Linked DNA regions of Mus musculus: regions 2, 3, 4 and 5 are each linked to region 1. Evidence: chromatin contacts called from public HiChIP or PLAC-seq, Micro-C and promoter capture Hi-C data. All regions are on one chromosome and are shown on one strand. Each heading gives the region's core, a stretch centred on a gene start, on an enhancer-like site or on the middle of the called end of the contact. The rest is flanking DNA. Distances are from core to core; before and after follow the strand shown.

Region 1 (3,742 bases), core at 544-3,043:
CTCTCTGCTGCTTCCCATCCCTCAGGAAGGGAAGCAATGGCAGGGAGACCAAAGGGCAAAGAAAGGTCAGAGCCTGCTGTGAGGTCATATCCAACTTTGGGGAAAAGATGGGGACTGTGGGGCTCAGGCAAGTGGCGCACACCTTTAATCCCAGCACACAGGAGGCAGGCGGATTTCAGCCTGGTCTACAGAGTGAGTTCTAGGGCAGCCAGCCGCACACAGGGAAACCCTACCTAGAAAAGCCGGAAAAAAGGGTGGGTTATGGCCAGAGCCATGCCCTTGGCCTTTGATTCACTTTATAGGAGCACAATGCTGACACCCGGAGCTGCTCGGGGACTACAGACTCATGTTCAGTCGCCTTTGCCGTCTTCTCAGGGGACAGCAGACTGCCGCTAAGGAAGGGAGCCAGATTCACATCACTTGTGATCCAAAGGCTAGGTAGGCACTTGGGTGAGTTTGGGAAGACCAAGGACTGTGGGAGGACTGGAAGCTGAAGCCATGGAGGACTGTAGAGCAGCAGTTTGGCTCCAGTCCAAGGCTGAGGAGGCAATGGGAGGAGCTTAGACTCTCTCTTTGATCTCTGTGGTCAGGAAGATCAATTACCATGTGCCTAGCCTCAGTTTACCTTCTGTTGGAGGGGTGCGGTATGCTGGAAAGAGGTCCCAGCTTTGAAGGAAGAATCCTTCTCCAGTTCCCTAGAAGCAGAGAGAGAAGCTCTCTCGATGTAGTCCAGGCTGATACCTAACTTAGCAATGCTCCTGCCTCAGCGTCTTGAATACTAGTATGACAAGCATAAGCCGCTGCACTCACCTCTTTCTAGCCTGTGTCCTCAGAACTGCCTTTTCCACCCAGAGCGCCCTGCCCCCAGCATCCCCTCCACATCAGCTCAGAGACAGGAGCCAGGTACATGGCTGGCTCCACCCCATCAGTGCCATTCCTGTGACTGGCACCGCTTTCTTCCTGTTCTGTCCCTGTGCCAAGGAACACTGGCATTAGGAGTCTCAGGGCAGTTTATCAGAGTAGCTGCCACATTGAAATCTCCAACAGAGGATCGGGATCCTCCCCCCCCCCTGCCCCCCATGACAGCTGCAGGTTTCTGAGGGCCCCCTAGGCTGATATGGAAGCCAAGGATACGGGAACAGGAAAATCCGGTTACATCCAGCCCAATTCTGCCTTTCATCTACTCTTGTTACTGGAATCAGTAGCAGGGAGAGAGCTGAGGATCTGAGAGGTGAAGCGGAGATTGGGGTTAAGAGGTCAACCAGCAGGGCAGGATGGTAGTCGGTGTGCAGGGAGTAGGGCTATGGGGGTGCTGGGCGAACACAGGGCTGGTGAGCCGGGAGCTTGGGAGACCCAGGGACTGGAAAAACTAAGGTCTGGGATCCCGGGATCTGGAGGACTCAGGACCTGAAGGAACTAGCTGGGGACTTGAGGCTGGGACTCCAGAGTCTGGGAGAACCAGGGTCTCTTCTCAGCAATGGCATCTCCTTCCAGAGAGCCCTGGGGTGGGGTCAGAGACCAATGCATCCAGTTCCTGGATCCCTAGGGCTCGTCAGGATTCAGGGGACCTGCCCCCAACCTCCTCACCTGTACTCACCTCTTCTGGCTGTGGTAACAGGGAAATGACCTAGGAATGGACGAACCGCAGCGTGGCTCTGCGGACTGGACGGCAGTGTGTATCTTCCAGCTTGGCTCTTCGTTCAGGACCAAGGAAACTTCCTGAGTTTAACCACAGCCCTGGATAGAAACTCCACCCAGGGTGTACCTGCTGACATCCTAGAACCAGAGAGGCTGGACCCGGAGGAGGCAGTCAAAGGTTAGCTTCCTCTCAGGTGCCTGCTGGGATGATAGCCAGGAGGGGCAGTTTGAAGAAATTGACACAGTCCAGCCCTGCCTTCTCCTGCAGATTCCCAAGAGCCTCAACCTCTGTCAACAACAACAACAACAACACTTTTTTGGATTTTTATGCATGCGTGCACGTGTGTGTGTGTGTGTGTGTGTGTGTGTGTGGCTGTCTACCCTGTTAGCAGGTGCTTTTCAACTTAAAAAAGGAAAAAAGAGCACACGTGTGGAGTCCTGAGGACTACTCTACTTTTGGATGTCCTCATATTCCGACCTGGTCGGAGTCTCCTCTGTGGCTGCCATGTTGTGTATCTCAAGCTGGGTGACTTGAGGGCTTTTGTTGCATGGCGCTCCTCTCTCTGTCCCCCCTCACTGCAGGAGAGCTAGTATTACAGCATCACGACTTCAGGTTTGGGAGGTAGGTGCTTTCATCTGCGAAGCCATCTTACTGACTCTCTTCTTCACCTTCTTTTGTGCATGTGCGGGGAATTGAACTCGGGTCCTCAGGCCCACACAGCACACATTCCAACTCTTCGGTTCTTTGGTTCTGAAGCTTTTCTTTCTTTCTTTTTTTTTTTTTTTAAAGAAATATTTTATTTTTATTTATGTGTGTAGCCTCTGTGGGCTGAGTCATTCCCTCACCCCTGGGCTTTCCTTGGTCTGGGTATTGAACTCTGGTCCACATGCTTGCTCAGCACAGCTTCACCAAATGAGTGAACTTGAGAGCCAACAGTATACAAAGATTCTTTTTTCCCCTTCCCTTTTGGTATGTAGGAAATTGAGTACAGGCCTCATGAACCATACACTCACCCCCTATGGCTGACTCTCTTTAGCTCTGAGACAGGGTCTCACTATGTAGCCCTGGTTTGCCTGGAACTTATGTAACCCTGGATGGCCTTGAAATCAAAGATCTACCTGTTTCTGCCTCTCAAGTACTAAGATGAATATAGTGTGCATCCCTAATACTATGCACGCTTAATAGATCTATGTGCACAGGAGAAAGCCAAGTACAGAGAGGGAAAGTAACTCCCTTGAAGTCACACAGCCATCTGAAGCCAGGCAAGCTGAGGCTTGGCCAAGGCCACACAAAAAACAGTTCTTGTCACTTCTGTTCACGTTCTGTTATTGTTTGTTTTGTGTGTTTGCTTGTTTGTTTTGAGACAGGGTCTCTCTAGAGCCCTGCCTGTGCCAGAACTCATTATGTATGTAGGCCAGACTGATCTCAAACTCCCAGCGATCCATTTGCCTCCTGAGTGCTAGCATTAAAGAAGTGCCACCAATATTAGGATAAAGTGACAAAAAGGGTACCTTTCCTCTGCTCTGGGAGAGCAAAAGGCCAATTTGGAGTGGGGACATGAGAGAGAGAGACAGATACTGAGAGAGACATAGAGAACTAACAGAGAGAGAGAGAGAGCGCGTGCGCGCGCGCACGCGCGCGCCTTTAGAGGGGCGCTGTTGCTATGCAACTCTCAGCGCTCTAATACTGGAGATGTGCTGCACCTGTCTTTGGCAGGCAATGGCGATGACATAAGCTGCTGCCAATGAGTTACTCAAAACCAGGCTGGCAGGCTGCCGAACTTACAACAGCCACACCCAGCAATTTTTTTACTATTTGCAATTTTTATTTTTGCTACAAGGGATTGAATGGTACACCATTTGTGCTGATTGGTTGTATCACCACCAAGTTACCACCCCCAATTCTAGTTTGTTTCTTCCTTCCTTCCTTCCTTCCTTCCTTCCTTCCTTCCTTCCTTCCTTCCTTTCTTTCTTAAACTTCTGTCCACCAAGGTATAATGAATGGCCCAGGCCTGTAAGCACAGACTCAGGTGGCAGGTGCAGTAAGACACACCAAATTTGAGGCTAGCCTTCCATACTGAGTTCCAGGCAAACCAGGGCTACA
Region 2 (3,742 bases), core at 754-3,253, 690 kb before region 1:
TCCTGGAGAACTCACTGTAGACCAGATCTCTCCGGGGCTGGGATTCAAGGCCTATGCACCATCACACCCGGAAATTACATTTCTGTGGCAGGCAGAGCACAGAGTATCTTGGGGGGGGGGTGGGTGGGGAGGGCAGTGACTGGTGAAGAGGAAGGTTCTCACCAGTCTGGCAGTAACTCTTTAATCTTCTCCATCAGTCCTAGGGAAGGGTCCAGCTGGAGGAGACAGGCAAGCTGGATTGTACTGAAGAGGAAGAGCCAGCTGAGGGGGGTTGCAGGGACCACACCAGCAAGAAAGTCATTCTGTGGTGAGAAAGGAGAGGCTCACTCTTGGGAGCTTCTAGGGTCTCGGATGTGGGCAGAGCACAGGATTCCTTTTACTGAATGTATTTAGTAAGGAGTTGGAAGCATGGTATAACTTTTGCTTATTCCCCAATAAGGAGCTTAGGCTGGGACAGGGACTCTTCCTAGAATCCACAATGGGGTGTTAGTGGAGGCATGGCTTGGTGGTAGGGAACCCTCCTGGAATCTACCAGTCAGGGGATGAGAGTGTCATTCAAGCTGTCCTAGATTGTCCAAAACCCTGGATTCTGAAGCTTGGCACCAGTAAGGCAGTCAGTCAGTAAGCAGACAAATAAATAAATCCAAGATAAGGAGACTATACTGAAGTTATTGGGGGAGGAGCTGCATGGGGAGGGCAGCAGGGGAGTGGAGTGAGTCTGGATGCTGAGCAGGGCAGGCCAGTGGGCAGCACAGAGCATCCCAGAGGAAGCCATAGTTAACCGTAGCCTGGGACTGGACATCCATATCTTCAGAATCGGTTTCAGGAAGCCCCGAAATCTGAATTCCCAGAAGGAAACCAGCCAATAGTTCTCCTCACCCAGACACGCCAGAGATGCCTTTTCCAGGAGCGCAGGGCACAGAGGTAAATTTCCTGCCACACTGGCGAGCTGAGCTCTACTTCTGCCCCATCGGAACTCAGTGAAGACAGCAAGCTCGAGGCCTGGTGTGCCTCAGCCATGTTCCCTGGGCCCCTTAGGAGAAAGACGGAGAGTCATTCTCCAGGACCTCGGTGCTTCCCCGCCCCCAAGGTCCAGGACTCCAGAACTTGGCCCCTTCCCCTCAGACCCACCCGTGCAGACTTTGCTTTTACTCTCAGCTGTGTTGGGGATGGAGGAGTCTGGCCCCCAGCCCTCCTCTCTCAGATCCGGTCCCTTCCTCCCCACAGCAGGACCACAGGACTCAGCATACTCTGCTCTAAGAACCTGAGGAGCGCTGCAGCTCACAGTTGGAGAGGGCTTTGGGACCTGACTTCATTTAACTGGGGATCTCTGAAAGTATGAAGGCTGGCGAGCTACCTTGAGACCTGTATTACTGAGAATTCAGTACTCAATATTCGGGGTGGGGGAGGGAAATTGATGCAGGATCAGTTGTTTGAATAAAACACACTAGTTTGTTGTTTTTTGGTATTTTTTTTTAACGTACTAATTTTTAGACCCATAGGGAAATGAACATTTGCCGATGGTGGCACTGTTCATTTCCAATTGCCAGGCGTAAACACATACGGATTCCCTTCCACCATGGGGTCTGGAGAGGGATGAAAGAGGAAGCACCCTACTGCGCATGCCCGGCATCGAGGGATGCTGGTGAGGAGCGGAGGCATGTCCAGGACAAGTGATGGAGAAGCCCTACTCGCCTGCCCCAACACAAGGCCCATAGCCCCTCCTGTACCTGGTACTAGTACTTACACCGGTCAGAGGTCAGCAGCTGCGGTTCCTGAGGTCAATTCCATATACACCTCCTTCCCCCAGTTTGAGTCCAGTACCCAGTTTCCCATGTACATACATCCAGTCCCCGTGTAATGAGTCCACAAACTGATCAACCGTCTTTGGCTGTTATCCTGAAACCCAGAGACACCTCGCGGGCGCCTCCTCCCTCCCTGAACTGGGTGTTCTGGCCCTAGGTTTTATCCCCGCCTCCTCCGATCCCTCCGCGTTCTGTCCCTGCTCTTTTCCAATCCCTCCGCATTCTCTCCCCGCCCCCTTGGAGTCCTAGCGTCCAACCCTCTTACCCAAAGCCTGTTTTTTTTTTTTTTTTTTTTTTTTTTTCTTCTTTCTTTCTACCAGTTTGTTCAAGAAACAGCCTTGACCTCCCTCCCTGCCCTCTTTTAGGTACTACATTATGTCATGTATGTCACCGTATATCTACTGGAGCACATCTTAGATGCCTCTCAGGCTGATCTATCAGAACCATCCACAGCAGTACAGACTGAGGCACGTGAAATAGACGCCACTGGGGGACTAGATCCCAGTTAGACAACCAGAGGGACGGTGCAAGATGGGCATAGATACACAAACACGGCAGTCTGCTTTATTCCACTCCAGGGTTTCATATTCTGTCCACAATGGATCTGGTGTTCTTTTGGGTCCACCCCAGGACAGAGACCAACCCATTGTCACCCAGCAAGGACAATATCCAGGTCTCTCCACTGCAGGTGGGGCTCTGTGAAGGTCCTCGGGCTCATGATCCCCTTGCACTAAGGAGGTGGCAGGGTCGGACCCAGGAGGGCTCTTGCTTGGAATAGGAGCTAGCTAGTGTGGCTGAAGGACCAATGCACCAGGCACAGGGTGGGAAGCCAGACCGAACAGATTTCTCATCCAAGAGCATCTTAGAGCTCAGTCTGCTCAATGAACTTTCTGGCTTTAGGGTTACCCACCCCCACTTGGCCATGCCACATAGGATCCAAATCCCCACTTGTTCCGAGGTCAGAGTGATCCAGCTCCCATAAGCACTGGTGGACCAAAATACTGGTCTCGCCCTTACTCTGGAGGGGTGAGTGCAGGGGCCTGGGGTCACTGGAATAGAAACAGCACAGGAGTTCAAGTCTCAGCAACCATGATTAGCTTAATAGTGGGATCTGATGCCCTCTGCTGGTGTGCAGGCATAAAGAAATAAATCTTAAAAATGTTTAGCTGAGCAGTGGTGGTGCACGCCTTTAATCCCATTACTTGGAAGGCAGAGGCAGGTGGACCTTTGTTAGAGGTCAGCCTGGACCATAAAACAAGTTCCAGGACAGCAAGGACCACACAGAAACCCCATCTTGAAAAAAAACAAAAAAACAAAACCACGCAAACAGCCAGGTGGTGGTGGTGCAGGCCTTTAATCCCAGCACTTGGGAGGCAGAGGCAGGCGAATTTCTGAGTTTGAGGCCAGCCTGGTCTAGAGTGAGCTCCAGGACAGCCAGGGCTACACAGAGAAACCTTGTCTCAGAAAACCAAAAACCAAAACAAAAAAAGCCCACGCAAACAAACACAAATGGCCCAGTACCACGGTGCAGGCCTTTAGTCACAGTACTCAGAAGGCAGAGGCAGGTGAACCTCTGCTGCAGGTTAGCATGGATCATAGCGAGCTCCAGGAGAGCCAAGGCTACACAGAGAAACCCTGTCTCAACCCCCTCATCCCCCCCGAAAACAGGAACAGCACAGGAAGAGCGGGAGATGGAAGGCAGACTCTGGGGTGGGGGCTCAGGGGCTCAGGGGTCTGACCCGCACTGAGGACTCCTCAACCTCTGCTCCAAAGAATCTCAGGAAGAGCTGGGCGTGGTGGCGCACGCCTTTAATCCCAGCACTTGGGAGGCAGAGGCAGGCAGATTTCTGAGTTCCAGGTTCCAGGCCAGCCTGGTCTACAGTGAGTTCCAGGGCAGCCAGGGCTACACAGAGAAACCCTGTCTTGAAAAACCAAAA
Region 3 (3,742 bases), core at 672-3,171, 600 kb before region 1:
CCACAAGTCCCCCACCTGAGGACTCGGGGGTCCTCCTATGAATGTGAACACCATCCGTGTGCTGGGTTTCTCAGACAAGGGCCATTGTGGAAACAGAGGAGACACCTTGTCAGTCATCCCCGAACAGCATGGGATTGGAGGGAAGGTAGTCCTGTATGTGTGGAGGGGATGTTGGATTGAACTCCAGGGCTAAAGGCTGCTTCCCCAACACAGGACGAGAGGGCTGAGAAGCATCACTCACCTCCCTTGCCATTGTACGTATAGCTTTCCCAGAAGCGCTCCTAGGGTTAGAGAAGAGAAGGAAAAGATAGCAACTGAACACGAAAAGTCATGCCCCGCCCCCACCCCACCAGTCCACCCTGACATAGGAGACCCCATGGAGGTGAGGAGGGAGCTGAAGGCTGGAGCCTGTGATCCTTAACACCTAGAGAAGGCGGACAGGCCCTCGATGCCAGGGTCCTCTGAGGCCCTCACCGTCAGTGTGTTGTCCTCAAAGTACTCCCGGGCCTCCTCCCAGGAGCACCTCTCCTCCAGACACTCCCGTTCCAGGTTCCCAGGGGTCAGCAACTCCAGGTCCCAGTGGTTAGCACGAGGAAAACGCCTGCGGCCAACTAAGAAACTCTGGGCCTCTGGGGCATCCAGGAAGATGTCAAGAACTAAGGACATCAGAGTCAAAAGCAGAGTCCTTAGGATAGAGGACAAAGAAGACAAAGAACTATGGGGTCCTAGGGGTACGGACCAGGCCTGGAGAACCCTGAGCAAGAGGGGACAGAGTTTTCACCATTGGGCATGAAGGAGGAAGACTGGAGTCTGGAACTCTACTTCTGAAGCAGGGGGTGACCATGTGGATCTGAGGGGAGAAGCCGGGGCACAGACCCTAGGATCTGAGGGAGAAGCGTCCGGGTCCAGGAATCTAGGAAGTCTCCTGGCTAGGGAGAGGCAGAACTAAACCTCTGCAAGGCTCTTCTCCAAACACTCACCTTCAAACTTGAAGAGACTCAAACACTCACCTTGGTTTTGCTCTCTGTGAGGTGAGGTGTCCAGGCAGGTGGCCAATCCCATATAGACTAAGAGCAGGGAAGGACGGCCCCTCATACTGTGTGGACTCCCAGATGACAAATGCTGCAGCGGAGTTAGGAGGCCAGGACTCCCTGCCCGCACTCTGCCATCATGATAAAAGCAAGTAACCAACTCGTGTCCCATGCCAGACACCGTGGGTCTTTATCAACTCAGGACTTTATCAAGACAGGGTTTCTCTGTCTGTGTAGCCCTGGCTGTCCTGGAACTCACTCTGTAGAGCAGGCTGGCCTCAAACTCAGAACTCTGCCTGCCTCTGCCTCCCAAGCGCTGGGATTAAAGGTGTGCCACCACTGCCTGGCTCATCTTAATTTTCAAGCCAGTCCTATTACTCCTGCCATTTTTATAGGTGAAGAACGTGTTACCAGGTAGTAAAGTCATTTGCCTATTGTACCAGGTTTTCGAATGTCAGAGGAGGACTTTGGAGGTGACAATGATAAGCACACAGTTGCTGAGGCTTGCTTTCTCTACCTATCACAAACCTGACAACACACAGTAGGCATTTAAACAAGCTCATCATCAACCCTCTTCCCTTCCAGCCCAGCAGATTACATTCCAAGTCAGCCTCCCTCTACCTGTTGCCTCATCGAGCCTCAGAGATCAGAGACTACACGACAGATCAGGTCGTATATTTCTAGGTCTTGAAGGCTTGAGGAGACAGAGCCCTGGGGATCCACAGCCTAGAGCTTGGGTCCCAAGTTTCTAGATCCCAATAACGTGGGGAATCAGGACACCAGATCCTCTGCCCAGGAGTTTCTCGGGGAGCATGCACCCACTTACCTGGCCAGGGCTGGGAGCTCTGCCTCTCTTCTTTAACGAAGGCCCTCTGGGTCAGAGTAGCCAGCTGTGCAAAGGGGTAGGCAAGAGGGGAGGGGAGGAGAGGAGGGGAGCTCCTCCTGGGTTACTAGGCCCGAGCCGGCTACTGGCGAGGGGGCGGGGCTACTGATTACCTTCTTTGGGAGGGACTCAGGTAAGGGACAAAGTACTTAAAGGGACCATAGGATCAAGGTCTTCAGTGCCACGGCCCCACACAGAAGAAACAAGGCTTTCCGACACCATGGAGGGATCTAGGGGGCTTTATTAGAGTCTCCTCTTCCCTACTTGTCCAGCCCGAGTCTCTCTCTACAGACGACTTGGCAGAGCCAGGAAAATAAATCTTAGGTCTCAAGAGATCTACACACTGGTGGGAAGGGAATTCTTTGGTTCCTAGAATAACTGGGCGGTACCACAATAAATCTGTTTCCTGAGGATAACTTGAACAGTTTAGTCTCGAGATCTTTGAAAATTGTTTTTTCTATAATAGGGGAAAGAGTTCTCACTTATCGACTCTTAAGATGCAATGGGGGAAAAAATAAGTAATATATTTGGGGAACTGGATATCAGTCTCTTCGGGTGACAGAGTTAAGTCTCCAAACTCAAACTTGAAGAGACTCAAAGCAACTGCCCCGCTCTGGGTAATGCCTAGAACAGGCTAGGGTGTCTCCCAGAGTCAAACCACTTTCGCTCACCGGAACCTTCGAGTAGTCACTCACGTTTCCGGGGGGATGGAAGAGAAGAAGAAAGCACTTACCAAGCCAGGCGAAGCGCCTCCGCGACTAGGGGCAGAATTATTTCCGGTCTCCTCCTGTCGGGCGGAAGTAGGAGGAGTAGAGTTTAAAAACAGTACTCTTTTTCCGGTTCGGGACGTAGTTGAAGCAACGACAAGCCGGATAACCGCTCTTGAGGTAAGCTGCAGGCGGTGAGGGGTCGCGTCGCCAAGTTTCCTTCTTGTGGGAGAAATTTGCAGTTCTGAGGGAGGTAGGATAAGGTTTCGCACTCCGAATCCCTGTCAATCATTAACAGCGCTCTTGAACGCCTAGGTTGGAAGACGAACTACATTTCCCAGGATGCCTTGTACTGTCTCCCTCATCCTGGCTGGTTGTAGAAAATGTAGTTCCGCAGTAGAGGAGTGATGCGGACCAAGTGAGGGGGAACTTGGGGTTCCCTGTGTTAGTGAGAGTTGAGGTCGGATTTCTAGACAATGGTGAGGAGGGGAATGAGCAGTAGTGGTTTGGACCCTTGAAGGTTCCTTGAAGCAATTAAAATATTTTATTCTGCTTGAGACCGAGTCTCAGTATGTAGCCCTTGCTGTTATAGAACTCGCTATGTAGTTAGCCTCAAACTCACAAAGATCCGCCAACCTCTGCCGCCCAAGTGTTGAGATTAAAAGTGTGCACCACCACACCTAGCACTTATTACCCCCCCCCCCCCGCCCCATTGTTCGTTTTTGTTTTTTGGCTTTTCGAGACAGGGTTTCTCTGTGTAGCTCTGGCTGTCCTGGAACTAGCTCTGTAGACCAGGCTGGCCTCCAACTCAGAAATCCGCCTGCCTCTGACTCCCAAGTGCTGGGATTAAAGGCGTGCGCCACCACCCCAACGATTATTGTATTTTTTTGAGGCAAGGTGACATGTAGTCCAGGCTGCATCGAATTTCACTAAATATCTCTAAGGAGATTAAGATTTATTAGCTGGGCAGTGGCAAAAAAAAAAAGATTTATTTAAAGTAACGAGGGGGGGGATGGGTGGGATTAGGGTGCATGATGTAAAATTCACAAAGAACGTAGGACATTTGAAAGCCCCCAGAAGGAGATTTATTTAAAGGGGTATGGTAGACACATCTTTGATCC
Region 4 (3,742 bases), core at 807-3,306, 560 kb before region 1:
GAGCTACGTGAGAGCTAGCCTGGGCTACATGAGACCTTATCTTAAAGAAGATCCACTGGGATAGGCGAGAGGGGTTGTACTGATGCTGGGTGGGCTTTGAGCATGGCTGTGGAGATCTAGAGGAGGGACAGGAGATGGGCTCACCCTTCCACTCCAGGTTCCGTCGGCCCCTCTCCAGGTGGCCTAGCAGTCGCTCCGGACAAGAGTTTAGCAGGAACTCGCTCTCCTTCCTGGCCGCATCAGGCTGCTTCATCCACAGATTAGCAACGATTTCCGTCTCAGGCCACTCCCCAGTCCAATTGCCGATTCTTGGGTTGAATTTCATAAACTCCTCACCATTGAGGGCAAACACAGCCGTGGGCACTGAGGAATTATCCGAGGCCAGTTCACAGCCCAGCAGGCCCTGCAGTGTGTAGGTCCCTAGATGCCAACACGCAGGCAAGCAGACTCAGGAGCAAGGGCCAGCCTTCCTCTCTTCTCCTCCCTCGGACCTTGAGGTCCAGATCCCAACCTTCCCCCTTATTCCTAGGGTTCAGACCTAATCCTCCCACTTCAGGCCTAGGGCTCCAGCCTCCTTCCTTGACCCAGGAATCCAGACCCATTATCCTTCCTCAAACCCAGCCTACTGAAGCTCACCCCTCTTCTGACCATTTAATATCTTCTCCAGGGTCTTGAGGGCCTCCAAGAAGAGCTGTTCTTTGCTTTTGAGGTCTGTGGTCTCCTTCTCCCAATACCAAGACACCTGATTTTCCCACATCCAGGCCCCACAGGGGTCAGCTTCCTGCCGCAGGCTGTTGTAGGTCAGATACTGCTGAGGACCCAACCAGCCTGTAGCCCAGAAAGAGGGAAGCCCCGTAGATGGGTTTGACACAGCCGTGAGATGATACATCAGTGGGGGGCGGGTCTCTGCAGAGCAAACAGGAGAGTCTCGGGTCACGGACTGCACCGTGCCCCACAGAGGTGCAGAATGAAAACTGGACCCGATCTGAAGTGCCATGATCCTCCAGAGAGAAGGGGACAGACACCCAGAAAGGAAGCAAGACGGACAGACGGACACAGAGACGAGCCTGAGATTGTCAAGTGTATTTGACTCAGATGCACAGAGAAGTTACCCACAGTGAGATTTCCATGAAGGCTAGGACATCATGGAAAAAGTGGACTTATTGTCCCTCTTCCACTCTTTGGCTCTTCTTCCTGTCCCCTTCCTGACACACTCCAGGTCCTGGTGGCCTCTTACCTGAGCCCCAGGTCTGAGGCAGGAGGACCAACAAGAGGCTGAGGGCCCAGGGCAGTGGCATCCCCATTCCGACAGGGTGACCCGGAGTGGAAGGGACACGTGACTCCTCTGGACCCCGCCTTGTTGATTCTTCACAAGGTCCCTGTGGACTCTTCGTAGACCAGGACGCTGGATGGTGGGATGGAGACCCAGTCCAAGACGACAGACAGGAGTGTTCCTCTGTGAACTTTCACCTTCTCATTTGATCCACTTTAGTTAATTAATTACAGAGCTAGACAGACCAAAATTTGTCTCAGACTTCTGTTATTTCCTTTTTCTCCTCCCTCAGACCAGAGGATCCAGGCCTTCTCCTCCTCCCTCATTCCCAGGGGCTCAGATTTCAGCCTCAGGAGCCCTCAAACCCAAGCCAGGAGTCCAGTTCCACCTCCCTCAGATCCAGGAGTCCAGTTCCAAGATCTTTCCTCAAACCCAAAACCCTAGGCTCCGGCTTCATCCCTCAGACTCAGGTGCCCGGGGTCCTGCTCTCCTTCCTCAGACCCCAGCCTCCTCTCTCCCCCTCAGGTCATAACACTCCTCCCTCAGACCTGGAGCTCCAGGCCCCAACCCTCTTTCCTCTTGGGGTGCTGGTCCCTCATACCTAGAGAACCAGGCCTGGGCCTCCTCCTCTGACGCTCAGCCTGTTCCTCACAGAGGCCCTCTTCCCTCTGCCTGCAGCCGATGGATCCTCTGCTTAGAGCCTCCAGTTCTTCTCTTACATCCTGTCTGTACACAGTTAGGACTGGAGAACTCTGAGGGCATCCAACTCCACCCACTAGCTCCTAAGCACACCCCTTGGGCCTCTGTCCAGCCTCTCTTGAAGTTCCTGCTGTATCTGGTTGGAAGCCTCCCGGGGCAAACGTCATTAGGCCTGCCTCCCAAAACAGCTTCTATGTTTACTCGTTTGGAGCATTTTTGGAGTAGACTCGCAGCCCTGGAAAGGCCTGCACGCTGAATGTGACTTTAAGACACCCCAGGATTTGTGGGCTGTGGGTGTGGCTTGGTCATGGCATGGTTGCCTAACACACAAGGTTTGGCAGCAGCCCACTCCCAGCTGTAAGCCTGCTCTGATTTCTTCCATGTGCCAGCACTTGAGGTGGCCCCAACCCTGCCTACACACTCTGTGATGAGAGCCTTTGCCTTTGGCCCCTGTCTCCCACCCTGCTGCCCACCCCAAGATCTTGCCAGAAAAAACACACAGACACACAGAGAGACACTGACAGACAGGTAGGTTGACAGGGTAGATAGACAGCAAAGAAGAAAGGGGGTGGGCGGCAGCACATGCCTGTAATTCCAGCACTAAGGATGGAGGCCGGGAGGCCAGGGGTTCATGGCCGGCCTGGGCGGCAGGGAATATAAACAGCCGAGAGAGGGAGACTGACAGAGCCGTGAGTGGTCGACTGGTGGTCAGCAGATGGACCAACAGGCTGAAGTAGATGGGCAAAACCGGTGTGATGGGGCAGGCCTGGAACCCACACACTTGAAAGACAGAAGCAAGAGTCTGGAAAGTCTGGAGCTGACGAGACAGCTCAGCAGTTAAGAGCACCTGCTGCTCTTGCAGAGGATCCGAGTTTGGTTCCCGGCACCCACATGGTGGCTCACAGCTGCCCATAACTCCAGTTCTAGGGGGTCTGACAATTTCTCATTGAACACCAGGCAGGGATGTGGGGCACGTGTATACACACAGGCATGAATAAAATAAATAAATCTAAAAAACCTTTTTAAGGGCTGGTGAGATGGCTCAGTGGGTAAGAGCACCCGACTGCTCTTCTGAAGGTCTGGAGTTCAAATCCCAGCAACCACATGGTGGCTCACAACCATCCGTAACGAGATCTGATTCCCTCTTCTGGAGTGTCTGAAGACAGCTACAGTGTACTTACATATAACCAATAAATAAATTAAAAAAAAAACCTTTTTAAGAGAGAATAGAAAGTCAACCACTCCTACCTGCCTTGACCTCCCTCTCCCTCTGGTCTATATCAAGTGTGTGTACAAGTGTGTGCGTGTGTAATAATGGTGGTGGTGGTGGTAGCGTGGAGGCAGCAGAGGGGTAGGGTAGATGTGTCAGGACAGGAACTCATGCAGCCCAGGTCGACCATGAACTCCTGAAGCCCAGCCTCCAGCTCTTAAGTGCTGGGCTTGCAGGCCTCCTACGGACTGGGGAGAGGGCTCAGTCAGTAAGTGTTTGCCTGCCAAGAATGAGGACCTGAGTCCTGATCTTCTGATGCTAGCCTCCCCTGTAAAAAGCTGCGTCTGTGGCTAGAGAGATGGCTAGGTGATTAAGAGACACTGTCTGTGCTGGTGGTGGCTCACACCTTTAGTCCCAGCACTCAGGAGGCAGAGGCAGGTGAATCTCTGAGTTCGAGGCCAGCCTGGTCTATAGAGAGAGTTCCAGGACAGCCAGGGTCACGTAGAGAAACTCTGTCTTGAAAAACCAAACAACAACAACAACAAAAAAAAACACTGGCT
Region 5 (3,742 bases), core at 764-3,263, 540 kb before region 1:
CATCCAACACCTTGAGGCGCTCCAGGGCAGCCTGGCCTCTCTTGGTCTTGTGGGGCAGCATGCCTGTGGGGGTAACAGCGGGCCTCATCAGAGGTGCTGAGAACCCCGTCTGACCCCAGGGCAAGGGCTAGAACAGCCTCAGATGGTAGTGCATGTAGAGTCATCTCATAGTCGAGCAACTCGAACATGAGTGGGAGATGTCTCATCACAAGCTGCCAGAGCCTACCCTGTCCTACATGTCACCACATCACCAACTCACCTCGCACAGTGCGCCAGAAAATGCGGCTGGGGGCTCGGAAGTGGTAGGGGCCTCGGGAGGGGTTGGTATTCATCCGCTTCCGGAGAAAGGCCAGATACTTTACTGTCAGGACAAAAGTATGTGAGGCACCCTTGGACCCAAGAGCAGAGCAGATAGCCTGCTTGTCCAGGAGCAAGGCAACAGCCCGCCTGAAGACCACTGCCCCAGCCCTAACTCACACTTGTTTCTGTAGAAGTTTCCAGAAATGTTGATGCCTTCACAGCGTACGACCACCACCTTCCGGCCTAGAGTTAACAGGGAGTTGGAGATTAGTCAGCAAAGCCTCTTGGAAGGCAGATCTCTTGCTCCAAAAGTATTTTTAGGCCAGGGGTCCCAAGAAAGCAGGGGCTGGCGAGTCTCAGAGCGGTGCATGGGTTGATCTCACAGTCGTGAGACTCAAACGAAAGATGGTGAGTGTTGCTCATCATGGACTCCCAGGCAAAGGTAAATGGTGAATGAAACTTACCCAGAAGTACCTGCTTGGCCACAATGGCCGCCAGGCGGCCAAGAAGATGGCCTCGGCCATCCAATACCAGAACCTGTGGAAACAAGAATGCTTAGGAAACAGTTTGGCTTCCCCTATTCCAGGTTAGCAACCCGTCAGGATGCCTACTACCCAGATGAAGCAAGTGTCCCAAAGGGCCACTATAGTACTAACAAAGCCTCAGCAGGCATAGGATTCCTATTGTGTATATAAGTTGATTTTTTAAAATGGAACTTCATTTAACCCTTCCAGGCCTCAAATCCCAGGATAGCTGGGATCCAGTGGCACACCGTTCACTCCAAAATTGACCAGACCTGCTTTCAGACTTTAGCCTGTTGTAACTTTTCATCGGATCCTCAGATGCTCAAGCAGAACCTTTCTTATATGCACTCAAAAGAACCCGATTTAGCTAAGCACACATCGTCCTGTGATTCTGAGCAGTGCAGACTGGATTACAAAGCTAAATCCCGTCTCAGGCATGGAGGCACATGTCTGCATCCCAACCCAAACTACAGAAGAAGCCCATTCCACAGCCACCCTGTTTATTGCTGTTACTGGAGGGTCTCCGGAACTTCCCAAGTTCTTTTTAAAGGGCAAAACTGTCCCAAACAGCACCATTTACTTCCTGAGCAGCAACCTGTCAAGGAATCTAAAGTCAGGAGGAAGGTACAGGCAATTCCTGACCAGCCTCAAAATGAAGAGGTTCCTGCTTCAGTCGGGTGAATAAGTAATATTTAAAGTCTGTCTTATCAATCTCCCCAATTCTGAAGAACACCGAAAACACCCTCAAAAGGCCTACAAGCCTTCAGATCAGATGTTACAGGAATCCGGTGCCCTAAAGTCATGCAAAGCAGGAGCCTGCGACAGTTTCTCCTTATCTTACATACATACACCAGGCATGAGAGATTGCAAGCTCCCCGCACCCCAACGCCTGAGATTACAACCTGTAAAAGTTGTTTCTGGTGTTGGAACCCCAGCCCCACTCCCGTCTTCCCCAGAAAACCCGCTGCATTTCCATCGCCCCATACCTAGGCAGCCGCGGCTTGTTACGCCCGTTACACAGTCCCCTCGCGTGAGACGTTTGCTAAGTCCCATCGCACAAGCGGCGGGGAGCAGTGGCCCCTCACTGCGCTCCCGCCTGGCACCCACCCGACCCCACACCGCCCGGCGCGCGCAGAGTCCGAACCTGCCCCTCCGCCATCTTCGGCAGCCGCCTGGGAAAGGAGGAGGTCTTGTCGCAGGGTTTCTTATCCCTTGCTGCAGGGGCGGAGGAAGTGACGCAGACGGCTCGAACCGAAGAGTTTCCGTCTTCTAATTGGTCGAAGCGGTGAGTGCGCGTCTATCGAGGCGGGCCATTTTTATTTTGTCCAATCAGAATGTCGCCTGAGTTGGCTCTTGGCGGCCATGACTGTGCGGGGCGGGATGTCACGTGGGTTTCGGAGCGGCTTCAGCCGTACAATGCCGGCCAAGCCGCAGCCGCCATATTTGAAGGGATCGCTCTTCTCCGTTCCGGTGTCTGCCATGTGCAGCGCCATTACTCCCATCAAGTGATGGCGGCTGCAGAACATGTGGTGTCCATGAGGGGGCGAGCATAGTCCCTGTCGGCCCTTCAGAGCTGCTCGTGCAGCGGTCCCTCCCCTCAACCCCACAGTGGGCTGACCATCGCTGGCTGTCCTGAACCTGGGAGTCTCGGGTGGAGGAAGCCTTCCAACGGGTGGAGGAAGCCTTCCTGGATGGAGGAGGATGGGGTGAATGAGGGGCTTTGAGGGTCCCGAGACGCAGACGCCCTCACTCGCTTCTATCCCCAAAGGCCTTTGTTTCCGTGACTGTTGTCCGCGCTGCCCTCCCGTCTGTGCGCCTCTAACCGCCCGCCTCCGAAGGGAAATAACTAACCAAAAGACTGTTGGCTATCAAAGACTCGTTTTGTCCTGAAAACCTCCCTAACCAGCCGAGCCTGAGTCGAGTCCTCCTGTAGGTGCCAGCACCGTTTGCTTGCTTGTTACACTTTGGGGCTATGGTTTTGGGGAATTGAGTTGCGTCTGCACATCAAATTCCCATGGGGCGTGCCCTGTGCTGACCCTGGGCTACTGGAGGCCTCGGAAAACAAATAGAATCTTTTGTCGTTGGTTTGGGTTTCTGACGTAAGATTTCTGCAATCCTGGCTGACCTTAAATTTAAGATCCTGCCTCAGCTTCTGGAAAGCCAACAAACCAAGATTTTGAAACCTAAAAGGTGCACCTATTCCCTGTCCTATCCACAGACAGACCCGGATGAGCTGGTTAAAAAAAAAAAAATTATATACAAGTACATGGGGGCAAGAATGGGGTGAGTGGGACTTTTGGTGAGTTGTGATGTCTCCATCCTCGGCAAAGAGCTGGCGGGGTCGGAGCAGTGAGGTCCAAAAGGGGGCTAGTCTCCACCCAAATGTCTGTGTGTCCAGGCTGTGTCTGTCGGGTGACTCCTGCTTCGCCTCAGTATCCTCTGTAAAAGGGGGTGATCAATGGTCCCTGAGGACTGGAGTTCTCACGTGACACTCTACCACTGATCTACGCCCCCAGCCCAGCCCCTCGCCGCTCCCCTCCCCCCCCTCTTAGGTTAGCTTCGGACTTCTATGTAACAGTAGATAACCCAGAATCCCTGATCTTTCTGCCTCTTCTCCAGAGTGCTAAGGAATACAGACAGATTTACACCGCAAACTTTGCTCCATGTCTTTTTTTTTGGAGGTTTTAGGGGCAGGCCTGGTGGCTCACCTGTCTCGGAGGAGGCAGAAGCAGGTCGATCTCTTGAGTTCCCAGCCAACCTGGTCTCCAGAGTCAGTTCCAGGTCAGATAGAGCTAAGTGAGACCCCGTTTTAAAAGAAACCAGATCTTGGCCTTCAAGCTGGGTTAATGGGTAAAGAAGGCCTCTGCTGCCAAGTTTGACCACTTGAGTTCCATCCCTGGGACCAACATGGTGAAAGG

The links. Promoter capture Hi-C pulls out the DNA fragments that hold promoters and counts their contacts. Hi-C and Micro-C count contacts between places; a contact is called where the count stands out from the background. HiChIP or PLAC-seq counts read pairs in DNA pulled down with a chosen protein or histone mark.
Region 2: a contact with region 1 is called in a promoter capture Hi-C map of liver, with 4 times the contacts expected there. The contact joins the promoter of Cpt1c here to the promoter of Fut2 in region 1. A contact is called at or near these places in 4 of 39 promoter capture datasets (hippocampal neurons, liver and pre-B cells), 1 of 115 datasets of contacts at active chromatin or transcription factors (pancreatic cancer cells) and 1 of 9 other capture datasets (liver).
Region 3: a contact with region 1 is called in a promoter capture Hi-C map of hippocampal neurons, with 3 times the contacts expected there. The contact joins the promoter of Prrg2 here to the promoter of Fut2 in region 1. A contact is called at or near these places in 4 of 39 promoter capture datasets (hippocampal neurons, liver and pre-B cells).
Region 4: a contact with region 1 is called in a Micro-C map of embryonic stem cells, with 5 times the contacts expected there. The contact joins the promoter of Fcgrt here to the promoter of Fut2 in region 1. A contact is called at or near these places in 9 of 39 promoter capture datasets (the C10 cell line, cranial neural crest, embryonic stem cells and 5 more) and 1 of 484 Hi-C or Micro-C datasets (embryonic stem cells).
Region 5: an H3K27ac HiChIP or PLAC-seq map of double positive thymocytes shows a contact between it and region 1, with 2.8 times the contacts expected there. The contact joins the promoter of Rpl13a here to the promoter of Fut2 in region 1. A contact is called at or near these places in 5 of 39 promoter capture datasets (cranial neural crest, hippocampal neurons, liver and 2 more), 2 of 115 datasets of contacts at active chromatin or transcription factors (double positive thymocytes and pancreatic cancer cells) and 1 of 9 other capture datasets (adipose tissue).

What each region holds. Positions count from the first base shown.
Region 1 is chr7:45,664,601-45,668,342 of GRCm38.p6, forward strand. Fut2 (fucosyltransferase 2) reads right to left here and starts at 1,794. Exons shown (of 3, transcript NM_001271993.1): 1 at 1,598-1,794. Gm39008 (a long non-coding RNA gene) reads left to right here. Exons shown (of 5, transcript XR_882068.2): 3 at 303-1,816.
Region 2 is chr7:44,972,848-44,976,589 of GRCm38.p6, forward strand. It overlaps Cpt1c (carnitine palmitoyltransferase 1c), which reads right to left and starts at 2,004. Exons shown (of 19, transcript NM_153679.2): 1 at 1,748-2,004; 2 at 880-1,033; 3 at 163-302. The coding sequence starts at 1,020.
Region 3 is chr7:45,059,731-45,063,472 of GRCm38.p6, forward strand. Prrg2 (proline-rich Gla (G-carboxyglutamic acid) polypeptide 2) reads right to left here and starts at 1,922. Exons shown (of 7, transcript NM_022999.1): 1 at 1,858-1,922; 2 at 1,011-1,162; 3 at 475-656; 4 at 242-281. The coding sequence starts at 1,095. It overlaps Nosip (nitric oxide synthase interacting protein), which reads left to right and starts at 2,699. Exons shown (of 9, transcript NM_025533.3): 1 at 2,699-2,801.
Region 4 is chr7:45,101,766-45,105,507 of GRCm38.p6, forward strand. Fcgrt (Fc receptor, IgG, alpha chain transporter) reads right to left here and starts at 2,057. Exons shown (of 7, transcript NM_010189.3): 1 at 1,875-2,057; 2 at 1,238-1,508; 3 at 649-906; 4 at 145-420. The coding sequence starts at 1,304.
Region 5 is chr7:45,126,732-45,130,473 of GRCm38.p6, forward strand. Rpl13a (ribosomal protein L13A) reads right to left here and starts at 2,014. Exons shown (of 8, transcript NM_009438.5): 1 at 1,969-2,014; 2 at 765-837; 3 at 478-543; 4 at 260-361; 5 at 1-63. The coding sequence starts at 1,983. It overlaps Snord33 (small nucleolar RNA, C/D box 33), which reads right to left and starts at 214; the gene lies at 133-214. It overlaps Mir5121 (microRNA 5121), which reads right to left and starts at 260; the gene lies at 187-260. It overlaps Snord32a (small nucleolar RNA, C/D box 32A), which reads right to left and starts at 732; the gene lies at 652-732.